Linked DNA regions of Mus musculus: all the other regions are linked to region 2. A link is a contact called in public Hi-C and HiChIP or PLAC-seq data. All regions are on one chromosome and are shown on one strand. Each heading gives the region's core, a stretch centred on a gene start, on an enhancer-like site or on the middle of the called end of the contact. The rest is flanking DNA. Distances are from core to core; before and after follow the strand shown.

Region 1 (4,927 bases), core at 334-2,833, 500 kb before region 2:
AAGGAAAATAGGGAATCAGAGCTCCACTGGAAATGTGCAATGTCTCGATAATCTAATTTAAAAGGTTTTCAAAACATCACAAGTAGCTAAATTCTGAGCAAATGAAAAAAATGAAGGCAGGAATATTATAAAAATCCACTTATAAAACTATAGTGTACCTAGTACAATTAAACCTTCAGTGGCTAAAAGTGATATCTTATGCAACTTGAGAAGAAAATTAGTGGTGTAGAAGCAAACCAATGAGTAAATTGAAATGTGAAGACCATACCCTCTCCTGGAATAACAGAAATAATCAACATTCTAGACAAAGATTAAAAAGAAAAGGAATGACATTCAACGGCATCATAGCCAAAAGTTCGTCAGAGTTCTGGGACAATGGGTATCATATTATTGGTAGGCTATGAATTTGGGCATTAAGTAATAAAGTTAAAAATGCTTAGTCCTCACAGCTTATCGATTTCATCCTAAAGAAATCGTTTAGGAAACCTTCTGCACATGTGCGTTAGGAGGCGTGCTGGTTGGAACAGTGTGGGGTATATTCCTACAGGGGAGCACCACAGCCCAGCAACACTGACTGCCCTTGAAAACATATGAGACGTCAGAAGGACTCCTGCCCAGCGATCCCATTCCATAAAATGCAAAGCATAATCCCCCCAGGGATCTATAAACAAGATGGCTGCACACATGGAGAGCACCACTACTAAATCATCAGTGCATGTCCATGCAAGTTTTGTTCCCTAGTTCCATAAACATATGTACAACTCTCTTATGCACCACGCGCTGCACACACGGACTGCAAAATCCTTCCAGTGTGGAGGTCACATTGGAGGCGCTGCCTTAGAACCCGCTTGTTTCACTTACAATGAATTATAAGCAGATTTTCATGTCAAAACAAAACCTATAAACATTTTATTAGCCATATAGAACTCTACGTCTGGGTATCCCATACTTACCCAAGTCCTCTCCTAGGGAACGGAATTGATGCAATTGTTTTTCTACAATAAGGAATATCGAAAGAATCAATTTCCTTACACATAAATCTTTGTGTTGTAGCATTGTTTGATCCTCCAGGGTAAACTCCTCCTCTCGGTAGAGTGGCTTGCTGAAGGGTGATTTTACAATACACCGTTGTTAACAGGGTGAGAGTAACCACATTTCTTGTAGCTTTTTCAGATATTGCTGCCCTGAGCTTTTTATCAATTTTATATATTAAATTACACTAGTTTGTTTTAATATACCTTATTTATAAGGATTTTGAGTATGGGTAAAATGTATGGGTATTTCTCTTTGTGTACATCTTGAATGTTTATTTGGATCATTTGAATGCATAATTTGTCCAGTTCTCTTGACTCTTTTTCTCCTGAACAGACTGGTTTGCCAAACATTACTTGTGACATTTGGGGGTGTGTGCGCATGTGTCTGTGAATGTTATATACGTGTGTGTGAGAGGGCCAGTGTGTTTGCTGAGTAATTGCATAATAGTCCTTTTCCAGCAATGTGTTTGGCTGGGTTTTCACAGCAGTCAACTCGTACATCTTCCACTGGCCTCCTTCCTGGTGCGCATGCTTGCCATGCCGTCTCAGTGCTTCTGAGTTATCCCATATGCTCTAGGACCCTAACCAGAGCTTCCTTCTGATGTTATTGCTTAGCAAGCTACCACAGGTCAGCCAAGCTTGGTCTGCCACCCAATTTTGAAAGGCCAGCGAGCTAAGAAAACATTTTAATGGCTGGGAAAGAGTAAAAGGAATAATATTTTATGGATACATGACAATTACATAAAATTCAAACCTCGGTGTCCATAAAGTTTTATTGGAGCACAGCCATGCTTGTTCATTAAGATATCGCTAAGAGTGGTTTCATGCTGTGATGTCCGAGGTGAGTCGTCACGAGACACCACATGTTCAGCAGAGCTGAAAATATTTACTAGCTGGTCCTCTTTCTATAAAGCTTGCTGATCTCTGCTATAGAATCAAAACCTCAAACGGGATAACAAAGAGCCTGACCCTGCTCTGCGAGTGTTCCACACAGCCTTACTTTTCATCTCTTTGGGGCTGTTGTTGCCATTTTTTTGGGAATCCCTTTCGCCTGCTGCTCTGAAATTGGGCATCTTTATCAGCAAGCATGGGTTTGAATCATCATTTCTTCAGTCCAGTTCCAGAATTCTTGGAGATAACTGGAATGCGAATGGTATCCCTTTTTCTTTTGGCTTCAAGACACCTTTTTAATCCCTTTAAAATTCCACTGACTATTTTAGTTGTGGTTTAAAGAGAAAGAGAACTGCACACAAGTCACCATCTCATTCCAACATAGAGCTACTTCTGAGATAATGAAAGTGGGCTTGCTGCAGAGCTCACACATCGACACTGGTGTGGATCCCCTCCCACCCCACCACAGGCAGCACTGTCTGAGAAATGTATGCAGAAATAGGAAGCAGGAAAATGATGCTCTCAAGTTCCTGTGAGAGGTTGTTTGGTGCCCGATCTTAAGCTAAGTTTATGGCACCATGTTTCAAGACAGAAAGATCATCGTTCTTACTGACTATAATATTGGTTCATATTTATAAAATGTACTTTGACGTTTTGACTCATGTTCAGAATAGTGTGTTTGAGTGACTGATTATCAACTTTCCTTCATTGTTAAGTCACTACTTAAGTGAGACAAGTGATACATTATATCTCATATCTAAAAGAGGGGGAGTAGAGACAGAATTATTAATTATTCTCTAATCAACTGAAGTCCAACAGTACCTTATTGCATTCGCAAAAAACTACGACCATGAAAACTAACATTCTACAGAAAAAAATTATAATGACTAGAAGAAAGACTCTATGTGCTCCAGCATATTGCTTATAACTGTGAACTAAGTGTGAGGAAAGACCGAGAACTGACATCATAGAGAGGATGTTTATTATCTGGTGAGAAAGAGGGGTGTCTATGTTTGCTGGGTGATAATATATCATTCAAAGAATTCATTGACGCTCATTTTGATTTTTAAAGGATTATTTTAATTACCCTTTTTAAGTTCCAAGTTAAGCAATTCTATAGAAAAGACCTCAATGTCAACTCAAAAGCATCAGCTAATTAAAGTTTGGCATTCCATGGTTAAGAATATATATCCTTTGTATGTATGCTCTAGATATTGAACGAATCATAGAATCCCCTGCTGTCTTAGAGGGAGCCTGGGTGGCTTTGTGACATGTTTACTGTACCGCCACGGAGATACCTCTCATGTGCTATATAGTTAGAGTAAACCCACTCTCGTACAGCTTCCATTTTGGTGGTTTAAACATTCTTTTATTTTACCTACCTCCCACTTTCTTCCTTTACTTTGCAGTTCTCTGTACTGTGATTTTTAAGCTACTTTATTGGGTTCTTATACCCACCACCTTTCTTCACCAGGATCCCTTCTAACCCTCCAACACTGGGCAGGTGGAAAAGAAGGTTAGAGGGACAGGGAGGTAGACCTAGAACTGTCGGAAACACAGAAACACAGATACTTACAGTATGATTCATAAAAGTAGCAAAATTACACTCATAGAGCGGCAACAAACGTGATTTTGTTGTGGGGGTCACTACAACGTGAGGACCTGTATTAAAGGGGGGCGCAGCATCAGGAAGACTGAGGACCACTAAACCCCAGTTAGAATTAGTTTAAGCCGTATGTGAATGCCTGGGGAAGGGAGATGAAGGTTTTTCAAATTTTACAAGCAACAGAAGCATAGTTTCATGAAAAGTTTAAAAAAAGAGAGAGAGAGAGGCTTCTGAGGTCAAGTAAAACATTGGGTTTTAAACAAACTTAAACACATTCTTGAAGGATATTTCAAATCCTTGATCGTGGCATCATGGATTGTGAAACACACACAGTTGCATAATGTGATCTGGCAGCAAGAGTCTTTCTTCCTCAGAGCCTAAAGGGATGACTAGAGAAGGCTCCTCCAAATGTCTGCATTATTCCCGTGGCTCTCTTTCCTCCTGAAGAAAGTTAATGAAGTGATCCGTTAGTTCTTCTGAAAGGAATCGTGAGCTATCTCTGACCCTTTGTCCTCCAAATTCAACATGCAGTCCTGGGAGCTCATTAAACCTTAACCAAAGACACTGATCTCGTGGTTTTTCTGTTCGTTTTATCTGGGCCAAATCCCTGTACCAGACTCAAGGTCTAATGGATAAGAACAAATAATATTATTAAAGACAACACAGTAGCCATTATTCATCTGCTTCATAAATGTGCTTCTTAACCTTTGCTTAGTCCGCCCGCCTCCCCCCCCCCCCGCCCCCAGCTTAACCACAACAGGACAGTGAGTCCCTAGCATTTTACCTGCAAGACAGTGAGCTGCTTCCTCCTTCCCTGCTCGTTGATGCAACAAGTATTTATTAAAGATCGACTGAATGTGACCAGTGTTTTAGGTGCTTGAGATATATCACTCAACAAAGACCATGTTTGTAGCATTTCTCCTCCAGCTGGAGGAGACCAGTGGACAAAACAAAGATCAACATAGACATGAGTAAAGAGTTGAGTCAGTAAGTGTGTACACTACTGGAAAAAAAAACCAGACTGGCAGTGGAAAAGAAGCGTATGTACAGTCTGAGGAATTGTGTGGTGTGTACCCTGATGAAATACAGGTACTGCTTCTGTCTGGAGAGGCAAAAATGCAGTTTTAATGTATTTTAGCCAATGGCAGGGCCAATTTTAGTCTGCTACAACATGTTGGTCAACTTTCCTTGGGCAATTAACTTTAAAAAGGGAGAGTTTTATCTCAGTTCGAAGTTTGATGATTGCTCTCTGTGATTACGTGGCCTCCTTTGGGCCTCTTGTTTGGACTGCACACTGTGGAAACGTGTGTGAGAAGCACAAATGGTCAGGCCAGCAGCAACAGAGCAGAGGAAGAAAGGACGGAGGCCCCTGTCCTGTTTAGCTTCCTTCTCAACA
Region 2 (4,952 bases), core at 2,356-4,855:
TCATTTTTGCATCCCAGGGAGTGCTTTGGATACATGCCTGGAGCATAGCAGGCACACATCAATAAACAAGAGGTTTACCACCCCTGTACCATAATGACTTATTTACACATCTGTCTCAATCATTTGGCCTATGAGTTCTTCAAGAGTAGGCACTATGTCTTCTCCCTCATCTACACCAGAGCCCAGCACCTGAGGGTGTTCAGTAGGCGCCCTCCAATCTTCACTGTATCGAGATAGAGACCTGCCATGTCGTTCTATGTGGTGGCGGCGCCCTACCTGGCCTCCTGTACTTTGCTGTCTTCTCCTCTGCACCTGTAGTTCTGAATGTAGCCCTCGGAGCAATTGATCTGACTGAAATCAGGGTCACAGACGCTCAGGAAGTGAGGCCTCAGGCGCCCGATGGACACTTTGGCGATGTCGGTGAAGGACTGGCTAATGGCACAGCCGAAAAGGAAGCATCCCACTTGCTTATAGAGAGCTGCCACATACGGGTTCTGAGTGGTGGAGCGGGACTTCTCCTTGAGGTAATAGATCCGGTAGAATTCCCCTGTAATGATCTGAAAGGAAACCAATGAGGGAGTTAGGGAGGCGCGAGGCATCCTTGAAGACCACGTTTAGTGACACGGGAGAACAGATGACCGATCGGTAACTATAAGGTACAATCTACAAAATCCGAATTCCCCACTTAAGTAAGCATATTCACGTAAACACATAAGGGGAAGATTCAAAATGCGAACGTGGCTGCCATTTCCTTCTTTAAAAAGATCCTTACATCTCCATAGTATCTCCATACCAACAGTAGAACCCACCCACAAAATAAGTAGATGTATCTACACCTTTATAAGACTAACCTATATGTGTATATATAGTCATCAAAAAAGGACTCAGCTACAGAAAACAGAAGAAAATTAAGCCTCAAGGGCATGACTAAGGGTGGTTGCATGTCAGGGGAACCACGTAGGCACATCTTAGGGTTCTGGGATGTGGTGAAGTACCCCTGACTCTGGTGAAGGTCCCACCTTGGCACTAGCATTGATAAGTGTTTCCACAGTGAATACCCCAGTCGGTCCTGAGTGAATCCAGCCTCTGCCACCTACTCCACACATCTGGGCTCTAAACCCCTCAAGCCTCACGTGCTTCAGCCTCCTTCCCCATAAAAGGAGGCTGCTCGCCTTTGCAGAATGGCTGGTTTATATGAAAGAACACTGGTGGAAAAGTGCTGAGTCATGGAAAGACAGGCTTTTTATTTCTTATATTTATTAACATTTATTTAGTTAGTTTTCTAGACTGAGGACTGAACCTAAGGCCCCACACTGACTGACATCTCTAGTCCTATTTTATTTTTCACATATGTAGCATGATGAACAAACAAAACACTGGTCTAACCTGGGCACCGTGGCACACACCTACAATCCCAGCACTGGAAGGCCTAGGCAGGAAGATGAAGGATTCAAGGCCAGACTGGGCTCCACAGTGAGGCTCTGTCTCAAAAACAAACAGAAACACCTAAATAAAAGCCAAGAAACATTCAATATGGTGCCTTTAGGAGTCTGAATTCCTCAATCAAGCTGGGTTTTCTCCTTGGGTTTGAGAGCCAAAGGAGAAGGCTGGGTCACATGCTCTTCCCACAATGTCTTCCTGCTGCTCAAACTGCCTGGCTTTTCAGCAAGCAGGGGCCAGCTGTCACTCTGTAAGGTTACTGTGGACAGCATCTTTTTGTCATTAGATCAAATTGCCTTTGGTGAAACACATGTGGATAGTGTACACATGTGGATAGTGTCTCCCTGACTCGGCCGAATTGCTTGGGTAAAACACAACCGTGCAGTGCCCCCTCCCCCTTTCTTAACTCCACAGCACAGCTGTGGCCACTTCCTGGTTGCAACTCCAGGCCAGGAGCAGGGATGGTCGGCTCATCACTCACCACAAAAGTCCCTTTCACACTTCCTCCCATGAAGGATTATGGACCACACTTGCCCGCCCTTTCGGTGAGCAGACGCGTTCACAACCACAAGGGAAGCAATAGATTGGCACATTCAGGGCACTCCTTTGCAGAGGTCCTTTGTAAAGGAATAACTTTACAGTGGGGAAAGGCATCAAAGCAGGAGTCTAATCTGGGTCCTCAAAGGCCCCAAAGTGTGGGGAAGGATGGTGTGTAGGATAAACATAGCAGCTGGGCCCAGCGACAAGCAGGGGCAGGAGAGGGAGCAAGGCACGCTGACACAAGAGCCCTAGTTGACTGTGTTTATAAGTGCCACACCTTTTCCAGATCACTTTGTGGATGATTCTATAGGGACAGGGGTGGTCAAAGGCCGGCCCAGTCAGCGTGCTTGCCTAGCTAGTCCCTGAGAAAGCAGAATATTTAGCTCTTCATAGGGCCTCAGAAATGCTCACTAAAGAAACAGACAAATGTCAGGGAGCAGGAGGAGTCGATCCTTGAAGACATGTGACCTGGCAGTGTCCCCTAATCCTTGCCGAGGTCCCTCTGATAACATATAAGAGATGAAATCTGAGTGTCACGGCAGGTCAGAAATGAAGGCAACCATTCTGTGCTGAAGAGACTGGGGCCCAAATATCCCACCCAGGCACACACACTCAGTCTTTGCCCAACGTTCTCTACCCCCATCCTCAACTCATTTCCCTCTTCCAACCTGTTTACACTTTTACCCTATGGAATCTTATAGGCTAACAAGTTCCAGATGTCCACTGCCACAGCCCCGATTGCTGACTCCTTCTGATTCTTTATTTATAAATCACACTCAGGTGTGTTTACGTGCAGGGAGTGGGGGTGGCCACTGAATAAGTATCAAGTACCCATGATGGGAGTCCTCCACTCACAGGGTGAATCTGGAGCAGGTCAACTTCTCTATCCGCAGAATCGTGACTTAGTACTTCCTAAGAGCGATGCCATTAACTCTCTTCTGACCCAGCTTCCTAACCAAGCAGAGGCAACAGGTCAGACAACAGTAGAGGAAGGTTTCTTGTAAGAACTACCTATAAGCTGGGAGCAGAACCAAGGCCCTGGGCACAATACCTGCCCTCGGATTGCTCCTGAGTTGCCAGGACCAGGCCACACTGACAAAGAAATCCTGGCTCAAGCCTCATGCAGTGTGATTTTCTGTGACAAGGCAAGTCCGTTGTACAGATGGGGATTCTGGGGCTCTCTGAAGGATGGGAGATGACCGAGGAGTAAAGTCCACTGTCTCTCAGTTCCAAGACATGGGCAGGCTACCAGCTTGTTAGTGCCACTCTTATCAAAACCATTTCCTATGGTGGAGGAGCAGTTGTGTCTCCAGGACAGCCTTGCTGAAGCCATTTAGCAGACGCAAGGCTCCGGGACCACATGGCTTCTGGAGCCGCCCTGACAGATTGCACAGTTAATGAGCAGCAAATTATGTATTTTCTCCATCCCTTGTACAGAAGGGTCGCGGAGTCGACAACACAGCCATAAATCATCATTATGAACCAGGGGACTGGGCTTCTTGTAATCCTAACCCTTAAAGGCTATTTAATGAAACTTGGGCCGCACCTCTGCAGGAGGGGCGAAGGCTTAAACCGCTCCCTGACATGTTACTCGCCTTCTCTGGAGTCTCAGATTTACTACTTTCGGACTTTATTCATTATTCACAATGTTTTCATTCCTGGGTCATAAAATGAGCACCCCACCCCTCCTCCAAAGGCTTGGTCCCCACCCCCAGGGCCTTCATTCCTGCCACAGTCAGCAAAGTTCTGATAAGTTTCACTTTGGGAAAAAAAATGTCTTCTATGTTGATCTCTGAAGCAGCTAGCAGCGGATCTGAGGGGTGTGGGGGGGATGGCTGGCTGCCAGGCCGGCAGAGAACTCTCCCCTACCTGCCTTTTAAGGAGCTTGGCCCAGAGTCTGGAAACTCATACAGAGGAAGGCATGGCAATTAAGCCACAAGGGGACAGAAAGGGACGGGTCCTGGCCGGCAAGCCAGTGGTTGGGAGGTTGTCTCCAACTGTAAGAGAGAGCCTCTTCCTGTCTTTTGTGGTGAAAAAGAGCCCAGCTACCCACATCTTTACAGATGTTCCATTCAGGAGGGGAAATGGAGAGGGTCTTTAGGCTAGCCTTCCTGGGGAGGAAGGAGCAGCAACCTGGGAGCCAGTAAGTCTCAGTCTCATCATTCTAGTCCTTTGCAGTCACATGACTTCACCTGTCTGGGCTTAGGTGGTCCCTTATAGAAAATAGCATTAATAATATCCACCTGGCAAGGCTGGCAAGGAATTCAATGGGCGATATGTCAAATGCCTGGCACTTTGAAAGGCTCATTTTGGTTTTGGTTGTTTTTTCTTCTTCTTCTTCTTCTTCTTGCACGATTAGGATGTGGGAAATATGCCGTGCCAGGGCAGAAGCAGAAAATACGTGTGTGGTGGTTTTGATTTTGATCTTTCCAGGAAACAAGATAGAAGAAAAGAAGCCCATTGCAGAAGGACCCCACCACTACCACCACCGCTGCCGCCACCACCACCATCGCCGCCACCACCACTCAGCTGCTGTGTTGTTTTAAACATTTTGCTCTATTTATAAATCACCCCAAGAAAAAGTCATATTTTTACACAGTATGTCCTAACAATTCCTCTTCTAAAAACTGAGACGTCTTCCCCGGGTGACTCTGAAGGGCTAACATCCCGATACTCGGTTCTGCTTTAATAATATTTACATAGAACTTTACAGCTTACAAAGCGCTTTTCCCTCTGTCGAGCTGTCTGTTTCTCACAGAGCCCTGCAGGTCATTCTGGGATTACTGACACACTTTCCAAGTGAGAGCAGTAAAGGCCAGAGAGGCCAGTGAGTCACTCTGAATTAAAGGAGGAGAAGGGCAGGACAGCTTGGCAGCCCCATCGCCGACACCTGCCCTTCTCCCTCCCTCCTGGGTTCTTCTTAATGGTACCAAGATAGCCGTTTCCTTGAAGTCCCAGAAGATAGCTGGTCT
Region 3 (4,963 bases), core at 822-3,321, 270 kb before region 2:
CAGAGAGGTGGCAGTGAGGGTGAGACTGGACCCCTGAGCCACATCTCAACAAGCATGGTAATTTTCTGTTTCCAGTCGAGGCTACAGTGGAGACTCCGTGAATTGGCCTAGAACCCACTGAGACACTTGTTCATTTACAAATGCCTACCATACCATACATGTTCTTTTTGTGGCCAAATAAACCAAGGAACAAAGGCCTGAGAGGTCTGCTCACTCCGGAGTTCACATTCTAGTGTGAAAAAAGACTCAGAAATGTCCAATAGAGCCTCCTGGCTCTGTTCTCAACGAGGTGGATCTAACAAAGTAAGAAAATATGAAGCTAACAAGCAGCTCTCAGAAGAGAGGTCTGGGAGGAAAGGATCTATCATGGGTGAGGTCTGGAGAGGAGTGAAGCAGACACAGGGCACTGGCCAGGGCTATGCACAGCCATACAGATGGGACAGAATGTGAAGCTTGGAGAAATGTCCAGTGTGGCACACTTGGTGGTGAGTGGGTACAGAAGGAGGTCTGCGGTGGCTCCTATGGCTTTCTGTCCTTCTTGTCATTCATCTCATAAGTGTCAGTTAGCATTTACTGTGGGTTCTGTATTGTGAAATAAAGTACTGAGTCCTTTCTAAGAACCTTGTCCCAAAACCTCTACTCCTCTTTTTTCAGAGAGAGAGAGAGACAGAGAGAGACAGAGAGAGAAAGATTGTCAGTCTTTTTGGCTGTTGGCTTAACGAGAACAGGTAGACAACAGTAACTGTCCTGCATGGAAGAAAGTCGCTGTGAGTAAGAGCCTCAGTGGCCTGATAAAACAATCCCCTGGCCTTTAAAATCACCTGCCTCTGGCTCCAGGCAGTTCTCACAGTTCAGAACTCCCCCACAGCTGCCAGCTTGTTTCCAGGCCCTTTACAGAGTAGTAATTGCCTTTCAATTGCTTTGTTTGCTCATTCATGACTGTAGAAGCATCCCAACTCCATCTAGAGCGCCCGCTGGGTACCACAGTATCCCAGCTCCTTCCCAGAAAGACAGAAACTCTCTCCCTACCTAGCTCAGGTACAATTTCCCCCTGGACAGCCTGCCTCTGGTATGTAAAGTAATGCCTGAGGCCTTGAGACAGAGGGCCTTCAGTTTTTTCATAGGAGTCTGCTCTGGGGGAGCAGAAGATGAAACACCAGCAGAACACCAGGCTTGGCAATTAGACAGACTTGTTTGGCTCTTTGCCCTTACCTTTCTAATGCTGTATTGGTTGTGTCAATGAATCTACTGCTCAAGGAAGGTAGTGTGTGGAATGCTCCTGATGTCTATCACACGACCAAATAACCATTCTAGGTGGCCTCTTGACTTCGGCCCTGTATGGTAAGATTTCTGACTAGTTGTGTGGTCTCAAGTCATCAAAGGCAACCAAGGACAAAACTCCCCTCAAAAGAAAGCTTAATGATGGGCCTCTTCGACTGTGTCCTCCTCCCAGTCAGTCATCCTATTCCTGCAAGCTGATGTTACACTTCTTTGTGGATCAAACTGCCAATCGTGTTTACCTGTTGAAAAATCACACATTTAACTCCCACTTCATTAATGGATTCAGATTTTGTTGGGGGAGTTGCTCACTTGAAAGGTCCATTTCTCACAAATAGCCATGTGTCCAAGGCTGGTAATTTAAGCTCTTTGACTCTCCATTTCCCCAATGTAATAATTATGTATGTGGTGGAAATATCGTGAAGAATAAATGGGACACATGGACATACAGACTGTGCATTCTTTCTTCTTCAATGATATTTCCCTAGTAATTAAAAATGCCTACCATCAGTTGGAGAGTATTCAGGAAAAACAAAACAAAAGGGCAAAAAAAAAAAAAGAGAGAAGAAAACAAACATAAAACTAAAATAAAGAAACATTCATTATGAATTTTATTACTTCAACTACTGTAAACTGTGTAGGAATCTGAGCTGCAAAGCTACTCATTAAACTGTCTGCTCTTTCCTGTTTAAACAAGGCCCCTCTTGGGTCTCGAAGCCTGAGCCTTCATGGGTCTGCATCCAGGAAGGAAGACGTTTCTACGGTAACCGAGGAGGCCTTCTCCAGAGGGTCTCTGGGAGAGGCCAGGATCTGGTGCAAGTGACAAACTCCAGCTCCCTTGATAATGAACAGAGAGGTAGCAGCCACGATGGCCGGCCTTGAGTAGAATGAGGGCATTCAGGCGTGAAATCCCTTTCAATCGCTCGTTTGTTCTTCTCTGTGGAGAATTCACTTTGTGCCACTCTTGAAAAATGGCTGATGGAGACTCAGTGGTGTGTAAATAATAAATGTTCCAGAAGGAAATGTGTGTGTGTGTATGTGTGTGTGTTTGTGTGTGTGTGTGTGTGTGTGTATGTGTGTGTGTTTGTGTGTGTGTGTGTGTGTGAGAGAGAGAGAGGGAGAGAGAGAGAGAGAGAGAGAGAGAGAGAGAGAAGAGAAAGGAGTTGTTGACATGCCATCTGTGATTTGGTTCAAATTTTTATAAGGCCCGATGTTGTAGGAGAGTAGCCCAGTAACTTCTTTTTACCATCTGTGAATTGGGATGTGAGGGACAAAGTCACAGAGGAAGGTGTTTGGTACCAAAATATAACCTATGCTCCTGGTGGACAAGGTTTGAATTGTACGACTGTGATGCTTGCAAAAGAAGGATGTGTAGACAAGAGGAGTCAGAGGTATAAAAGCGACCAAGTCTGAAAGATGGGATGGAGCCTTAGCCAAGACTAGGGAGGGAGTAAATGTCACTATTTCTTTAAAAATCCTACAATGGATTTCCTCCTGCATTGTCCTCTACATCTTCACCCTCAGCTTCTTACGTGGGTGCCATACTAGTCACTGAAGGGTAGATGGAGAAATGGGCTCAGAGAAGTGGCTTTTCCACTCAGTCACCAGATAGTCAGGTCAGGATTCAGACCCAGGTCAGTTTGACACCTTAGGCGAGGTCTTTATTAATGACTAGTATGCTGCCTTCCACAGATAATTAAGAGTACGGTATATGAAGCGCTTGTGGACAATGTTCTGGGTTGGTATGCTGGAGTGGGGAATGGCATGCTGTCCCCATCTGATGCTTGTCAACTTATAGAGAGCCTCCTAGTCCCCTCAAGCTTTATCCATGACCAAAGAAACTTTGTCATTGCTTCTGAATGCTAAGGACTTGGCCCTGACTTGGTTGGGTTAATAGGAGATTTTCCCTGGGATCAAATCCCACACATCCTCAACCTCTTGAAACCTAGAGCAGTTACGTTGCAAATGAACTCATCTCTAAACAGCCCACAGCTTTCTAGGCTCTCTACTCATTCAGAGTGCACCTCATTTTGAACATGCAGAACATGAAGAATTTCCGTCTCAGCTTTTTCCATGAGGGCGTTCTGACCTTCCATGTTTAGAGCCAAAGTGGTTCCAGTTTAGTAAACAGTCTTCTATGGAAAACCTATGGTTAAAGCTGATGGCATAATTACCTGCCCTTAAGGAGGCAACAGTAGTGAAAGCCAAAACTAATGAAAAGTGAAGGCTATCCAGAGGGTAAGGCCAAACCCCCCCCCACGAGAGTGGGGACCCTCTAGGTATTGAGTGAGCAATATCAAGTGCTCGCTCAGGAAAGAGGAAGGTTGGTAGGGAAAAGTTCCTTCCATATCATAGGTTGTATGTATCTCGGAGTTCCCTTCATTCTAGAAGTCAGTTGGCTATGCTCAAGTGTTAAGTCTCAGCCAGGCACTGATGCTAAAAAGGAAAATAAGGAAAATGCTCTGAGAGATCCATTAGTAGATAGGGTGCATGGAGATGATGTTGTCATAGAAGTTAGAGAAGGGGTCCCAGAAGAAATGGAAATGAGAACAAGTCCAATAGGAAAGAGTGGGTAAGGTGTTTAGAGTTTAGAGTGGGTAAGGTGTTAGAGTGACAGGGGCAGGGGTGGGGGGTTGTGGTGGAGACACCTCCTGGAAGGTGTGCTGTTTAAGCTGAGTACTGAAGGACTCAAGAGTGTTGCCAGTCAATGGTACCTTGAAAGAGTGTGTGGGAGAAACAGAACAGTAAAAGATCCAGAAAGAAGGGAGAACCTGGCATAACTCCTTAGTGGGTCGGCAAGCATCTGTTATAGAGACTGAGAGGAAAGCAGAAAAGCCAACTTGTTTGTCCCAGGTTACACTGCTCATAGTAGTCCAATCCTGGCCCCAGATTTCCCAGCTAGGAACACCATCCCTGCACTACCTACTCTCCCCAACTCCCCAAGGACTGGCTTGTATGAAGACCAAAGCCATGTCACATTTAACCCAGATGCCCCAGGATCTTCTACAGCTCTCCTACCATATGTCTTCGTGTAGTTAATGTCATCTGTAACCTCATGTTTTTCCACCTATCCACTTTGCTCCCAGAAATAACAACTCTGAGATTTAATGTTTCAAAGAATAAATGCCTAGGCCAAAAGCTTTGCTTATTCCCTGACTAGCTCAGGGAACTGAATAGTAACTTAGTTACCTGTTTATTATATTCTAAGTTATGCCACATGACTAGTTACCTGGTCCTTAGTTTCATGGAACCATCTTCTTCTATATCTGGGGCAAATCTCCTCTGGGCCTGAGTCTATTCCCAGAATTCTCTCTGTACCAGAACTTCTATACCCCTATTCCCTGCCTGAGCTAATAGGCCAGCAGCATTTTATTGGCAGATGATACTTCAATATAGTACAAGGAATTCTCCCTACAGCCTTGAATCTCTCTGTGACTCTGCCTTATTCTGTGTCAAATGGAAAAAGTAATTCCTACCTTGTCAACTTTTCTTATAATGAGACTGAGAGAGGTAAAATTGCTTAGGAAAAAAAAAACAAAGCAAAGGTGTGCCTTCATGAACCTGAAACTCTATAACTGTGAGATGTCCATCTAAAATGCGATCTGACCTTTGAAATAAGAATACGTTTGTGAAGAGCCAATTAGCAGACAGAGCCAAATTTTAGAAGTCTCTATTTTGTTTAGAA

The links. Hi-C and Micro-C count contacts between places; a contact is called where the count stands out from the background. HiChIP or PLAC-seq counts read pairs in DNA pulled down with a chosen protein or histone mark.
Region 1: a contact with region 2 is called in a Hi-C map of uterus, with 2.3 times the contacts expected there. The contact joins two enhancer-like sites. A contact is called at or near these places in 1 of 484 Hi-C or Micro-C datasets (uterus) and 3 of 115 datasets of contacts at active chromatin or transcription factors (embryonic stem cells and heart atrium).
Region 3: an H3K27ac HiChIP or PLAC-seq map of stem cell-derived neural progenitor cells shows a contact between it and region 2, with 3 times the contacts expected there. The contact joins two enhancer-like sites. A contact is called at or near these places in 5 of 115 datasets of contacts at active chromatin or transcription factors (embryonic stem cells and stem cell-derived neural progenitor cells).

The regions. Positions count from the first base shown.
Region 1 is chr4:105,705,232-105,710,158 of GRCm38.p6, reverse strand. No RefSeq gene overlaps it. Among named protein-coding and RNA genes, the nearest start is that of Gm29922, 140 kb to the left of the region's middle. Within about 2 kb of position 1,583, at least 8 of the 459 cell types and tissues checked have an H3K27ac peak or open chromatin away from gene starts, as enhancers often do. A contact at or near this core is called in uterus, where this site is marked.
Region 2 is chr4:105,204,129-105,209,080 of GRCm38.p6, reverse strand. Plpp3 (phospholipid phosphatase 3) reads right to left here. Exons shown (of 6, transcript NM_080555.2): 3 at 277-557. Among named protein-coding and RNA genes, the nearest start is that of Plpp3, 49 kb to the right of the region's middle. Within about 2 kb of position 3,605, at least 53 of the 459 cell types and tissues checked have an H3K27ac peak or open chromatin away from gene starts, as enhancers often do. A contact at or near this core is called in stem cell-derived neural progenitor cells and uterus, where this site is marked.
Region 3 is chr4:105,472,474-105,477,436 of GRCm38.p6, reverse strand. No RefSeq gene overlaps it. Among named protein-coding and RNA genes, the nearest start is that of Gm40217, 160 kb to the right of the region's middle. Within about 2 kb of position 2,071, at least 56 of the 459 cell types and tissues checked have an H3K27ac peak or open chromatin away from gene starts, as enhancers often do. A contact at or near this core is called in stem cell-derived neural progenitor cells, where this site is marked.